2 separate regions of the Ovis aries genome follow, and region 2 is linked to region 1. A link is a contact called in public Hi-C data. All regions are on one chromosome and are shown on one strand. Each heading gives the region's core, a stretch centred on a gene start, on an enhancer-like site or on the middle of the called end of the contact. The rest is flanking DNA. Distances are from core to core; before and after follow the strand shown.

Region 1 (6,343 bases), core at 968-3,467:
GTGCTCCCCGTTAGCAGAACCTGACAGATGCCAACTGAAAATGCATCAGGAACCTAAGCGCAAGAACTTAAAGAAAAAAAAAATTCAATTTATTTTTCCTTCTGGCTGTGCTGGTCTTCACTGCTCCACCAGAGTTTTCTCCGGTCGCAGGGCTGGGGGTGCCACTCTTCATTGCAGTGCACAGGCTTCTGGCTGTGGTGCCTTCTCTTGCTTCCGAGCGCAGGCTCCGGGACATGCAGGCTCTGTAGTTTCGACTTGCCGGCTCTAGCGCAGAGGCTCAGGCTCAGTGGTTGTGGAGCATGGGCTTAGTTGCTCCTAGGCATGTGGAATCTTCCTGGACCAGGGATCGAGCTGGTGTCCCTCGCATTGCAAGGTGGATTCTTAGCCACTGAACCACCAGGGAAACCCCAACTATACACTTTCAAATGGCTAATTTTAAAAGGAAAATTGGGATTTAAAAAAAAGGCAAGAGAAAATATGAAATTTAGGACAGTGGTTACTTCTCGTTTGGGGAGAAAGGGAATGGGATGAAGAGCAACACAGAGGAAGATGCTGGTTGTTGATATTTCACCTCTCTTGGGTTGCAGCCTCATGGGTGTTAACCCTATTATGTTTTATAGATAGTATTTTCTTATCTTATGGATGTATCATGTTTCGTATCTTATGTATCTTTCTTATCGTATGTCTTTTAAAATGCATTGTTGTTCAATCAGTCATGTCCAACTCTTTGCGAGCCCACAGACTGCAGCATGCCCGGCTGCCCTGTCCTTCACTATCACCCAGAGTTTGCTCAGACTCATGTCTCTTAAGTCGATGATGCCATTCAACCATCTCACCCTCTGTCGTGCCCCTTCTCCTCCTGCCCTCAATCTTTCCCAGCATCAGGGTCTTTTCCATTGAGTCAGCTGTTCGCATCAGGTGGCCAAAGTATTGGAGCTTCAGCTTCAGCATCAGTCCTTCCAATGAATATTCAGGGTTGATTTCCTTTTGGATTGACTGGTCTGATCTCCTTGCTGTCCAAGGGTCTTCTCCAGCACTACAGTTTGAAGGCATCAATTCTTCAGCAGTCTGCCTTCTTTATGGTCCAGCTCTCACACCCGTACATGACTACTGGAGAAACCATAGCTTTGACTGTATAGACCTGTCGACTAAAAAAAGATGTACAACTTGGGAGTTGTGAGTTAAGTTTTATTTGGGGCAGAATGAGGATTGCAGGCTGCGAGGCAGCACCTCAGATAGCTCTGAGAGACTGCTCCAAAGCGGCAGTGGGGGAAGGTCAACATATAAGGTTTTGGTGAAGAGGGAGTTCAATACCATTAAGCATTTATTTTATAAAAAGTTTGTTGCTATTCACGAGGACCTGATGTCACCATGAAGGGTTTTAGTGCTTTTCTAGATATGAGGACATGCAAGGATTGGGATCATAAGATCTGTTCCTGAAACATCCATCTGAAGATCTGTGCCACCAGACTCCCTTGAGCACAGAGTGCCTTACTCCACCCTGAACTCCCTCAGTGGGTGCTCAAGGTCAACAGTTTTGCAGGGTTTCGTCTCCGCAGAGGCAGACGGCGAATGCCCTTGTTGTTCAGTCATCGGCAGCCATCTGCGCAAGTGCCAATCTGTAGTTGACAGACCTTTGTCAGCAAAGTGATGTCTCTGCTTTTTTTAAACCTGTCTAGGTTTTAACAGCTGTCTTGGAGACCCCGGTTTGATTCCTGGGTCAGGAAGGTCCGCTGGAGGAGGGATAGACTACTCACTCCAGGATTCTTGGACTTCCTTTGGGACTCAGTGAAGAATCCGCCTGCAAGGTGAGAGACTGGAGTTTGATCCCTAGGTTGGGAAGATCCCCTGGAGAAGGGAAAAGCTACCTACTCCGCTATTCTGGCCTGGAGAATTCCATGGACTGTGTAGTCCATGGGGTCACAAAGAGTCGGACACAACTGAGCAACTTTCACTTCACTTCTAGGTTTTAAAATGCGTAGAATTTTGAATTTGAAAATATAAATGAGAAAACATTCAGAGGTAAAAGGAGGGAATGTAGCTTGGAGGCAGGCCAGTTGGAATAGTGGACGTGGGCAGTGCAGAGCCCTGACATCTGTGGGACAGCCCGGGAGGGGCTCCCGGAGGAGGGCAGTTGGGGTGCAGGAGGAGGGCAGCCCGGGACCCTGGCGGTGGGGCTGCAGGTCTGCCCTTGCCCACACGAGGGCGCCCCACGCTGCTACATCTAAGCGGCGGTGGCGGCCGGGCGTGCCAGGATGGGCTGGGGACAGGAAAGGAGAGTAGCCCGGGAGAGGCCTTCTGAGGAAAGTAGGGTGGAGGAGCGCATCCTGTCCACCTACAGACTGGCCCCTCAGGTTTCTTGTGTGGTCAAACCTTGAAGACAGTCGGTGTGAGATTCGAATGGAAACAGAGCCGGCTTTCAGGCTGGGAGGAAATCATGGGAGTCTCCATCAAGGCTGCCTGTGGGGGGCGGGGTGGGCGTTTGCTGTTTATTGAGGGGTGTGTGGTATGCATGTGCTGCTTGGGAGTGACTATCTAGGTTAGAGGGTGTGGGTGTGTGTTTTCCCCAGGAATATAGTGGAGAGTGGGAGCAGGGCGCGGAGAGGGGCTGTTCCTGCTTCCCTAGGCTCTGAGGCTGGCACAAACAGGAAGAGGAACCTGCAGCAAGATCCAGCTGCTGAGGACTCAGAACTCTTCCCCCTCAGGAGCCCCGGGTGTGAAAGAGGAGGGAGGAGCCTGACTGCTGGCCTGTGGAGGACACCTCCCTCAGTCTGGCCCAGCAGGACTGGGGCCTTCCTCGTGGGTCTGCAGACACCCCCTCCCCCACCAAGCCTTCTAGTGGTGTGGCTCAGCACCCAACGCTGGCATGCCACATTGCTGCCAGACCTGGATCCTGCCTCTTCCTGCTGCTCAGGGACTTGGTGTTACTAACTTGTGCCCCAGGGCAATAGCCCAGCAGAGGTCTGTGACCTGAGAAACCCTGCTGACCTCACTTTAGGCCAGAACATTTTTTTTCTCCTAAAACCAGTGGCAGGGAGCCCAGGTTTGAGGAGGGTATGAAGAGTGGGAGAATAGGCCATCTCAAATACGCCTCCAGGGCAGAAGGATTATTTTGAGCTGATTATTTTCAGCAACTACAGACAAAGGAAGCTTCTGAAAAACAGTAGAAATGACTCTTTTGAGAGAGATGTGCATTTATAAAAGAAATCTCCATTTGCGAGGGTGTCTCCCCCAGTGGGTGGAGAAGTTGACTATAAATCACAGAATTATAAAAATCTGTGGAAAGGGCGTTTACTTAAATCTACATAACAATCCTTCCCCTTGTTTACTCTGCTTTTCCTGGTAATCTCCCAGAACTGGCTTCCTCCCTGACCCCCTCTCACCTTTGCTTCCTCTGTTTTTGGCGGAAGGTAGTGTTTAAACTGCTAGCTTAGGCCCCTTGGGAGAGTTAATTTTTTTCTCCTGGGTATCTCCCTGGTGTACAAGTATATGTGAATAAACTTCGGTTTCTTTCTTATTTATCTTTTTGTTTACAGAGGTCTCAGTTGAGAGCTCAGAAGAGTTGAGGAAAGTTATTTTTCCTCCCCTATGGGGGATGGGGGTGAAGGGGGTTGGGGGCACAGCTAGGGGGACCTGGAGGCTCCTCCCCATCCCACCAGTCACAGCTACTGCGTGTAAAAGTGCTCTGTGGGCTGTATCCTAGAGCCTCAGCCCAGAATTTGAGAGCATTATAGTGGAAATTAAGCCCAGGGTGGGAGCCTCTGGCCAGTAAGCTGAGGCCCCAGGCAGTGTCCCAGAGCAGAGGAGAAAGTCCTGCAACTTCTCAGTCAAAGGAAGAGGAGGGATAGGAAGTCACAGGTGTCCTCTGGATGAGCAGGACTTTGAGGTGCCAGGAGACACCCTATGGGGGAGGGAGAACAAGAGCGAGGCTCCAGACGTCTCCCCAGGGGCCTGGCCCTGGCTCTGTACACCTCATCTTTCTAGGCGCCTCATTTCTAGGTCCAGCCAAACAACCATGAGTAAGATGTGAGAGAACAGCATCCTTCTGGGATGGGACTACCCTGGGGAGTAGCAGAAACCTGGCTGGTTCAGGGAGCAAGGCTTAATGACCATGTAGTCATTAAGAAGGCATTAGTGGGCTTCCTTGGTGGCCCAGTGGTAAAGAATCTGCCTGCTAGTGTAGGGGACATGGACCCGATCCCTGGGCTGGGAAGACACCACCTGCCACGGGACGGCTGAGCCCAGGCACCACAGTGACTAAGCCCTTGCTCTAGAGCCCAGGAGGACAAACAGAGAAGGCGCTGCAATCAGAAGCCTGCAAACTGCTAGAGAGCAGCACCCACTTGCTGAAACCGGAGAAGTCCCAGCATAGCGTCAAGACCCAGCACAGCCATAAATAAATAAATCTTAAAAAAAAAAAAAAAGGCATTAGCATCAGTCCTGGGTTGGTTGAAATTTCACTCAGCCACCTAGTAGCCATGTGAACTTAAATGAGCAGATTACTTCGTTTCAGTTCCATCATCTGCAAAATGGGGACAATAATCACATTGCAGAATTATTAAGATTTAGAAATTAGGAGTGTGGAATGCTGAATCAATAGTAAATGCTGTTACTATTGAAACTGCTGCTGCTGCTGCTGCTGCTGAGTCACTTCAGTAGTGTCCGACTCTGTGCGACCCCATAGACAGCAGCCCACCAGGCTCCACCGTCCCTGGGATTCTCCAGGCGAGAACACCGGAGTGGGTTGCCATTTCCTTCTCCAATGCATGAAAGTGAAAAGCGAAAGTGAAGTCACTGAGTCGCATCCAACTCTCAGCGACCCCATGGACTGCAGCCCACCAGGCTCCTCCGTCCATGGGATTTTCCAGGCAAGAGTACTGGAGTGAGGTGCCATTGCCTTCTCCTATTGAAACTGACCTCCCGCCAAAAAAAAAAAAAAAAGAGTTCTTCTGCTGAGTTTATGCTTAATCTCTCTATGCAAAACTTTATTCCCTTTCTTGTCCCACATGTGTTCCCTTCAGGATTGAGGATTATCAAAGAAAAAAGTGAATTGAAACCTAGCAGGGGTCTCCCAACTACAAAAAGCCTTTCCATTTGTTTGCAGGAAAAGGCCTTAGTCTTCTAGGCCTGAGTAGATTCAAGCAGTTACTGACTAGGGAAGTGAGGGAATGCTGAAATAAAGGAGAAGCAGCCAAGAGACAATAGTTGAGTGATAAATCAGAGTCCTGATATATAGCAATCTGACATATATCTTTGAGTTGTTCTGCAGGAACTGAGACCCCTACTCAGGTGGAGGTCAAGCTGAGCACAAGCACACAGATCCAGAGGTAGGAACCAGAAGGCTGGTGATTAAGATTCCTGAATTATCACCCAGTTACCTCACCACCAGCCAGTCAGAAGAAAGTCACGCACCCTGCAGCCCTTCACCCCAAACGTTGCCTTTAAAAACACTGCCGTGAAAGCCAGCTGGGAGTTTGGATCTTTCGAGGGTTCAAGCCGCCTCTCCGCCTTGCTGGGCCCTGCAGTAAATGCTGTACCTGCCTTCATCACAACTTGGAGTTAGTAAGTTGGCTTTGCTATGCCATGAGCAAGCAGACCCAAGTTCAGCTCGGTAACACTGCCATTATTTTCCAATGCCCAGACCCACATAGGATGGATGGCTCCAGGCCTCTCTCCTAGGCTCTGACCAAAGCCAGCCTGTAATTTGCCTGCACTACCCTACTGTGACAGTGAATCGCTAAGAAGATGCTATGTTATGACAGGGGTGGATTCATGTCTCTCTGTTGAAAAGAGCCTCTGGGGGGATTCATGTCTCTTTGCTGAAAAGAGCCTCTGGGGAAATGCCTTGATTCCAAAGGCTGAGTCTGTTGGACGGTGGGCCTGTCCTTTCATCAAGAATCTCACAGCAGAAGGAACATAGAGCTTTCAGAGAAGGAGACCGGGGGTGGCGTCTGTCTCCAATGCCTGCCCCAGTACAAGCTGGGAGCCCAGGAGCTCTGTGTAAGGCTGTGCTGATGTCCCTTGTAACTTTCCTATCATGAGGGTCAGAGGTCAGGGGTCAAGACCCTTTGGCTGGAGGAGGAAGAGAAAATGGCCTGAACTTAGGCTTTGCTAAATTGTAACTTGTATGTATAGCTTTCCCCTTCTCTCTGCTCTGGAGTCTCTCAGACATCCAGTTAAAACTCCCTTAGGTGAGGTAGGGCGATGACTCCCTGGTTCATAGCGCATAGTTGGTTAATAAATGTTGCTGGAACTGAATTGCATACAGCCACTAAGGTTGATGGGAGGGAAGGGGCTTTATGTGAGTTCAGTCTACAGGCAGGAGCCTGTAGGTGGGCACCAC
Region 2 (7,049 bases), core at 2,825-5,324, 51 kb after region 1:
TATAAACTCCAGGAATGATAGGGCTAGAACTCATTTCCCCAACAGGGATCAAACCTGGGCCTCCTGTATTGGGAGTACAGTCTTTTTTTTTTCTTTTTAACTTTTATTTATTTGGCTGTACCAGGTCTTAGTTGTGGCATGATAACTCATAGTTGCAGAATGTGGGATCTAGTTCCCTGACCAAGGATTGAACCGGGGCCCCCTGCATTGGGAGCATGGAGTCTTAACTACTGGACCACCAGGGAAGTTCCAGGGCTAGAACTTGTTCTTGCTGAATCCTAGGTGTCTCTGAATCCTAGTGGCTGGTAGCCAACAAATCAGGTCCCATCTTCCTAATCCTCTTCTCTAACAAAATGCCATGTAGACATCTGCAGGGACCTAAATCCTTCATAGGAAGGCATATTATGAAGTGGATGGAAAACACAGTGAGAATGAAGGTATAAGTTGGGAAGTTACTAATTATTCAAAATAACCTTTTTGGCATAAGATAATTCATATCTAGGGCTTCCCTGGTAGCTCAGATGGTAAAGAATCTGCCTGAAATGCAGAAGACTGGGGTCTAATCCCTGGGTCGAGAAGGTCCCCTGGAGAATTCCACAGAGATGCCTGGTGGGCTACAGTCCATGGGGTTGCAAAGAGTCAGACACGACTGAGTGATTCTCTCTCTCACACACACACATTTCATACCAATATTTATAATTTTTAAAGAAAGTTCAGGAGTGCTGAACTCATTAAATGGGAGTCAAAAGTTACATAATTCTCACCTAACCATTAAAGTTTTCAGAACTAAGATCAGAAGTCACTTAACCTCCCTAACAGTTTCCTAATCTATAAAATAAGGAAAACTGACTAGCTGGTCAGTAAGATCTTTTCCACAGTTATATGAATTAACATTTAAAAGGCCAAAAGATACGTAAACTATTTAAACACTGATCAGTTGGTTCATCCTATGGTAACATGAATCTTTTTCCTTTTTAATCTGTTTAGGTATGTTATAGCCTATTATGTCAAGCTTACAACTAAACCTTTAAACCTATTCAGCTATAAAAATTTCCCCAGACCATTAACTTGCATTTTTAACAAGGGTCAATGCAGTCCAATGAAAGAACAGCATCCAATCCTGAATTAATTACTAAAGTTCAACTTGTGTTTAAATAATACCCAATACCTGTTTTAAGGGCTAAATGTCTTAAACTATATATTTTCTCTATGGCAACCTAAAGGCAAAATTGTACCCTAAGGCATAAAACTTGGTCTTAAGGATATTTTTATTGCCTAACTAAAAAACTACACTAAAATACATATTCTCTGCATCACCTCACTGGGCTGGTAACAGCCATCAAAATTGCTTATTAATGGCTAATTCCTACTTACGCTCTAAAAAACTCACAATTCAGAGTTCACTGTGTCATATTCCCCTAGTAACTATACCCACATTTATCAGGGCACTGAGGTGTCCACATTTTATTTCAAAACCAGAATAATTTTTGGAAAAACAAGTTTCAAAACTAGTTATGACAGAGCAGATGCGAAGTATAGCACACTAGGAATATGACTCAAGTAGTACTTTTTTAGGGGTTAAGATTAATTACAAACTAATTTTGGCAACTGCCTGTCGCATTTGAGTCGTGACAAAGAAATGAAATGTTAAAACGCACGTGGGGACAAAGTATGTATCTGGAACAAAAAGCGAGCATCATACCAAGTGTAACGCTATGCTTCAGACTCCTCTCCTCAGGGCCGCCTTAAAGTCCCAGAGTGAGGGCGCTGCGGCGGACGTTCCGCAGCCACAGGTTGAATGACAAAGAGTTCCCGTCAGCACCACTCCGGGAGTCTGCCAGTTGCAATGTTCCCTCGGCTAAGTCCCCTCAAACCCTGCAGTCACGTCTTGGCTACGGGGACTGCAGCTCCCCAGAGCCACTGCCGCAAGTCACCAGGTGGGACAAGGATTGGCTGGCCGAAGAGGTTGGGGCGGGCGTGCCACGAGTCCAAAATAACTCCCGCCCTGAATCCCTACCCTCGGAGAACGCGGCCAGCAGCTTGAAGGCACCACGTGAGTCAACCTCACGTCGTCCCTTGCCTAGATCAAAAGCATCTCCTCAAGAGTCTACTTAAGACTAGAGGGGAAGCGACTTTCCCAAGGTCACCGGCACCACGACCCAACTCCTCGGCCAGGCCGCTGGCCCGCACCTGACAACGGGGCTACAGTTCTGCTGAGGCGCTGTCCCCAGCGCTTCAAGGTCTCCTTCAGCAACACTGCGCTCCGAGGCCACGTGGCTGCTGCGGTCCTAAGCCCACGCCCGGCCGTCGCCCCTCCCTCAGAGACCAAGCCCTCCACTCCCCCACGCCTCCCTCCAAACACGCGGAGGAAGCAAGGGCACCGCAGGGTCCCCGCCAAGCACGCAACCGGCCGTTACCAACTAACCGTTATGCGCGGCTCGCGGCGCCTAGCGTGAGCGTGACGCGGCGGCGCGGCTGGAGTTTTCGCTGGGCCCACGGTACAGGTCGCGTCCTTTGCCGGCTGCCTAGTTCGCTCGTCCGGGCACCCACGCGACCGGGTAGTCACGTAGCAGCGCGCCAGCACTTTGTCGGGCCCGGCCCGCGAGGCTGCCTTATAACCCGGGGCCGGAGCATGCGCACAGGGGTGGAGTTGGCCCTCACGGCCACCGCCCCCTCCCCCCTACACTTACACCCGAACCGCGACTCGCGCCTCCACAGCTCTCAGGCGCGCGCCCGCTCACTCGCTTTCTCTCGCTCGCGCGCGCTGCCGCCCCCCTCCCCGCCACGTGACCCGCGGCCCGGCAAGACCCGCGCGCGGCTCCCCCGCTATGCGGCAGGGACCTTGTAGCCGCGCTCCTCTGCGGAGTCTCCCCTTCGGCCCGCCGTCGGAGGACCTCGGGGTGATCTACTCGCATCTGGGGCACCAACGTCGATCTCACCCTTAGTCTCTGGTGGAGAAAAGCGGAAAACCGCCAAGGATGGATTGGGCGAGCTGCCTGGGGCCTGACTCAGGTGTGGGGGGCGACGGTGCGCGGAGAAGCTGGGAAATGACTGGAAGTGAGGGACTGGGCGGGGTTTGAATGGATGCGGGTGCATCTCGGACCCGGGAAGAGGCCGAAAGCCGGCACTTTAGAGCGCGGGCTGCGGCCTCGCTACTTGAGATCAGTGACCTCGGGGAAGTCACTCAAATCCTCAGGGCCTGCTTCCTGCTCTCTGAAATGGAAACAGTAATACAGGCCACCTCAGAAGGGCTTTTGGTGATTTTGATGAGAGAATTTATGGAACTTTTTTACATTTGATGAATGGTGGGTATGGACACAGAAGTCGGGAGAAAGAGCTGGTCAGACGGTGGCGACACTGGTCCCAAGAGAGGATCTGTGTGTCAGAAAGATGAAGAAATGAGACTGCAGAGAGGCCAAATCTTTATGGACGCTGAGGGTTTGTGACAAAATATAATTATAGCTAACGGTTCTGAAGGGCCGATTATATGCTTAGCAGTTCACCTGAACTATCCTCAGGACCCTATGATGTTGAAGTGATCAATCTGAAGAAACATGGAGTGCCTCTGATGTCCGAGACTTTTGAGAAGTACCGAGAATGTATGGGTCAAGGCGCCTGACTTCAAGATTTAGGGGGGAGGTCGAGTCAGATGGAGACAAACCAACAGTGACCAGCACTGGAAGCCTGCGCTCCTCTCCTCCCCTGACCCCTCGCTTACTTAATTCTCTTTACAATCCCGAGTGGTCAGCTTTTTGTTTTGCAAATGAAGAACCTAGATTGTAATGGAATGGGCCCTGAGGGATAAGATTCTGAAAGTTTCCAAATACTTTCTCCCTCTCACCCACTCCGCCTCTGTTTCATGCAAGGAAAAGTTTTCAGTAACAGTTCACCACGTTAGAAAACAGCATGGAATCTAAAGCCAAGTGCCACTTATGAGCAATAATTGTTTTTTTTACCTTTGATAAGTACAGAGAAGGAAGGCTCTTCAGGTCCTTCAGTTGGTCAGGACTTCAGCAGCACTTCAGGACTGTGACGGGTATAATAAGCAGCATTCAGGGTAGATGGTAGGAGAGTTAGGAAGACAGACTAGGACTGGTTCAGATATGAACTGTCAGGACCTGAACAGTGGAATGTAGGAGGAGCATAGTGTGGTAGATTCACAATATGGACCCAGGATCAGATCTGAATTCCAGCTTGAATACTTGGCACTTACCACGTCTTTGTCCTTAGGTAAAATCATAACCCCCACCACCCCACCACCCCCACTCTGAGCCTCATTCATTCTCTGCTTTGTAAAACAGGGACAGTACCTTCCTCATAAGGTTGTTATAATAATAAAATTAATATTTACTTTAGTGTCTGGCATATAGTAAGAACTACATAAATGTATAGCTAGGGGAAACTGTGAAATTGAATGCTGAAGATTAACTCTAAAGGTCCCTCACTTGGTCCTAACAATGTAGTCACAGGATCATACTTAGTGATAGATTGTACTTTTGTATTCCTTTTCTTGAAGATGTCCACCAAAAATATATATACCACAAGCCCCATAAAATCTGGATCTGCCCCTAGTAGGCTTTGAAATGTTGTGAAAAGAATACAGGCTTTGGAATCAAAAGACTTGTTCCCAAAACTTATCCCTGTTACTTTGGGCAATTAATTCACTGACCTATTCTGGGCCTGTTTTTTTTAACCAGGTAATTTGAAGATGGTATCCATCAATCTGAATTGTTGTGATAGTCAGGTAAGATAGTATTTGCAAAAGTGATTGGTGGAACTTGGAAAGCACCCTATAAATGTTTATGAATTAATATTATAATTTTTCCACAAAGTTTATAAGAGGCAAAGATAAAAAGCAACTCCATTGACATATATACACTACCATGTGTAAAACAGATAGTGGGAAGCTGCTATATAACACAGCAAGCTCAGCTTGGTGCTCTGTGATGACCTAGAGGCGCAGGATGGGGGGAGAGGGAGGGAGGTTCTAGAGGGAGAGAGAGATATGTATACTTACAGCTGACTCACATTGTTGAACAGCAGAAACTAACACAACAGTGTAAAGCAATTATCCTCCAATTTAAAAAAAAAGCAATTCCAAGATTCTTAGCTGAAAAAGTGAAAACTGAGGTGGGTGAGCTGGCAAAAGTGATGAAATGATACAGGTAAAATTCTTGCTGTTCTGCCAGGTTTTCTTCCTGATTAATCCACGAGACATTGAAGAGGTAAACTAGTAAGATCAGAAATTTAGAGCTGAGAGGAGGTTTAAGATCATTTAGCATAACTCCCTAATTTTACAGAAAAGGAAATTAAGGTCCAGGGAAGCTAAAAGACTTTTCCGAGGCCACCCATCTAATAAATGGCATGATCAGAAGAACCAGATATCTAGGCTCAAAGTTATTGTACCAAGGAATTTTTAAGATAAAAGCATTTCATCACAGGGTCTTGCAAAATCAGAGAAGGAAGGTATGGTGCTCTCTAGTGGCTTTTGACTATCACAAAATTTTCCAGGTAGACTTTTCTATCTTAAATGTTGATGGACTGTTTGCAAGCTTGTTAATAAGTGAGCAAAACCTCTGAAGATTTCAAGGTAAGAGTTATAACTTCACAAATTAGTAATAGAATGAGAAAACGCAAATTTTGAAGGTTCAAAACAACTAGTTACTATTCAGACTGAGAAAGCTACTCAATTTTTTTATCTGGAAAAGGAGAAGAATAAAATTACCGTGTTTTTTCTGGAATTCAGCTGCATACTTCACTTCCATTCCCTCAGTTATTCCATCATTTCTGTGAGATAGGAAATAACAGGAAAGCATTCTTTTAAAACACAAGAATACTTAATAGATTAAAAACGTTCCCCCATTTAAAATTTATAGTATTTCGATTGGGAATATAGGAAGAGAAATTTATAGAACTATCCAAATGGGGAATAAGAATATTCCTTTTTGACCTGTTTATCCTCTTAATTCAATTTGATTTCAGCCAAATTGGGTGAGGCTCTTTTTTCCAAAGTCCTTTTCCCATATCGTCATCCCATTCAGTGGTCTGATGTGACTTGTCTCCTTCTTCTTGCCTCTGCCAGCACAGGCTGATTTGGGCTGATGTACCTCATAATCTCCATCACTGATTATAATCTCTCCTAGCAAGCATTTGTTTTAGGCATGGTCCTGCGTATTTACCAGCCCTATCTACTTTCTTGATCTTGGCTGACCCTGAGCTTGCTCTTTCCTTCTTTTTTCCTCTCTCCTTCTGTCCCTTCTTCTATCCTCTCTCCCTCCCTCCCTTCCCTCTTCTAGGCAGGTAAGCTGAGAGTAGGGGAATAATAATACCAATTAATGATATTGGTGATGATAGCTAAGATTTAGGGGATATTTGTTATATGCCAGGCATTGATTGATCTAAGCGCTTTACTCATATTAACTCATTTACTCCTCATAAAAATGCTATGGACTGGGTACTATTATAATCCCCATTTTACAGACCCGGTGGCTCAGATGGTAAAGAATCTGCCTGCAATGCAAGAAACCCAGGTTCGATCCTGGGGTTGGAAAGATGTCCTGGAGAAGGAAATAGCAATCCATGCCAATATTCTTGCCTGGAAAATCCCATGGACAGAGGAGCCTGGCAGGCTATAGTCTGTGGATTCGCAAAGAGTTGGATACGACTGAGTGATTAACACTTTCAAAGTTACAGAGGTAACAGATACAGAGAGGTTAAGTAACCCAAAGTCACACAATTAACATTGTCTGGAGTTAACAGAAAATAGTTATTATTTGGTTCTCAGTATACCCATCTGCTAATGCAGGAGAGAAATAGATGCAGTTTCAACCCCTGCGTTGGGAAGATCCCCTGGAGGAGGGCACAGCAACCCACTCTGCTATTCTTGCCTGGAGAATCCCATGGACCTAGGAGCCTAGCAGGTTAAGGTTCATAAGGTTGCAAAGAGTCAGACATGACTGAAGCGACTTAGCCTAGGCTATAAATACATGAGTTGAAATGGTCATTTGCTACTTATTAATACCATAGAAGACTAATCAATAGACTTTGAA

The links. A called contact is a pair of places that touch in the nucleus more often than the background predicts.
Region 2: a contact with region 1 is called in a Hi-C map of tail adipose tissue, with 1.9 times the contacts expected there. The contact joins the promoter of SLC16A1 here to the enhancer-like site in region 1. A contact is called at or near these places in 3 of 16 Hi-C or Micro-C datasets (hypothalamus, mixed tissues and tail adipose tissue).

The regions. Positions count from the first base shown.
Region 1 is chr1:90,300,069-90,306,411 of ARS-UI_Ramb_v3.0, forward strand. No RefSeq gene overlaps it. Among named protein-coding and RNA genes, the nearest start is that of SLC16A1, 50 kb to the right of the region's middle. Within about 2 kb of position 2,218, at least 38 of the 54 cell types and tissues checked have an H3K27ac peak or open chromatin away from gene starts, as enhancers often do. A contact at or near this core is called in hypothalamus and tail adipose tissue, where this site is marked.
Region 2 is chr1:90,349,082-90,356,130 of ARS-UI_Ramb_v3.0, forward strand. It overlaps SLC16A1 (solute carrier family 16 member 1), which reads right to left and starts at 4,075. Exons shown (of 5, transcript XM_042252642.1): 1 at 3,957-4,075.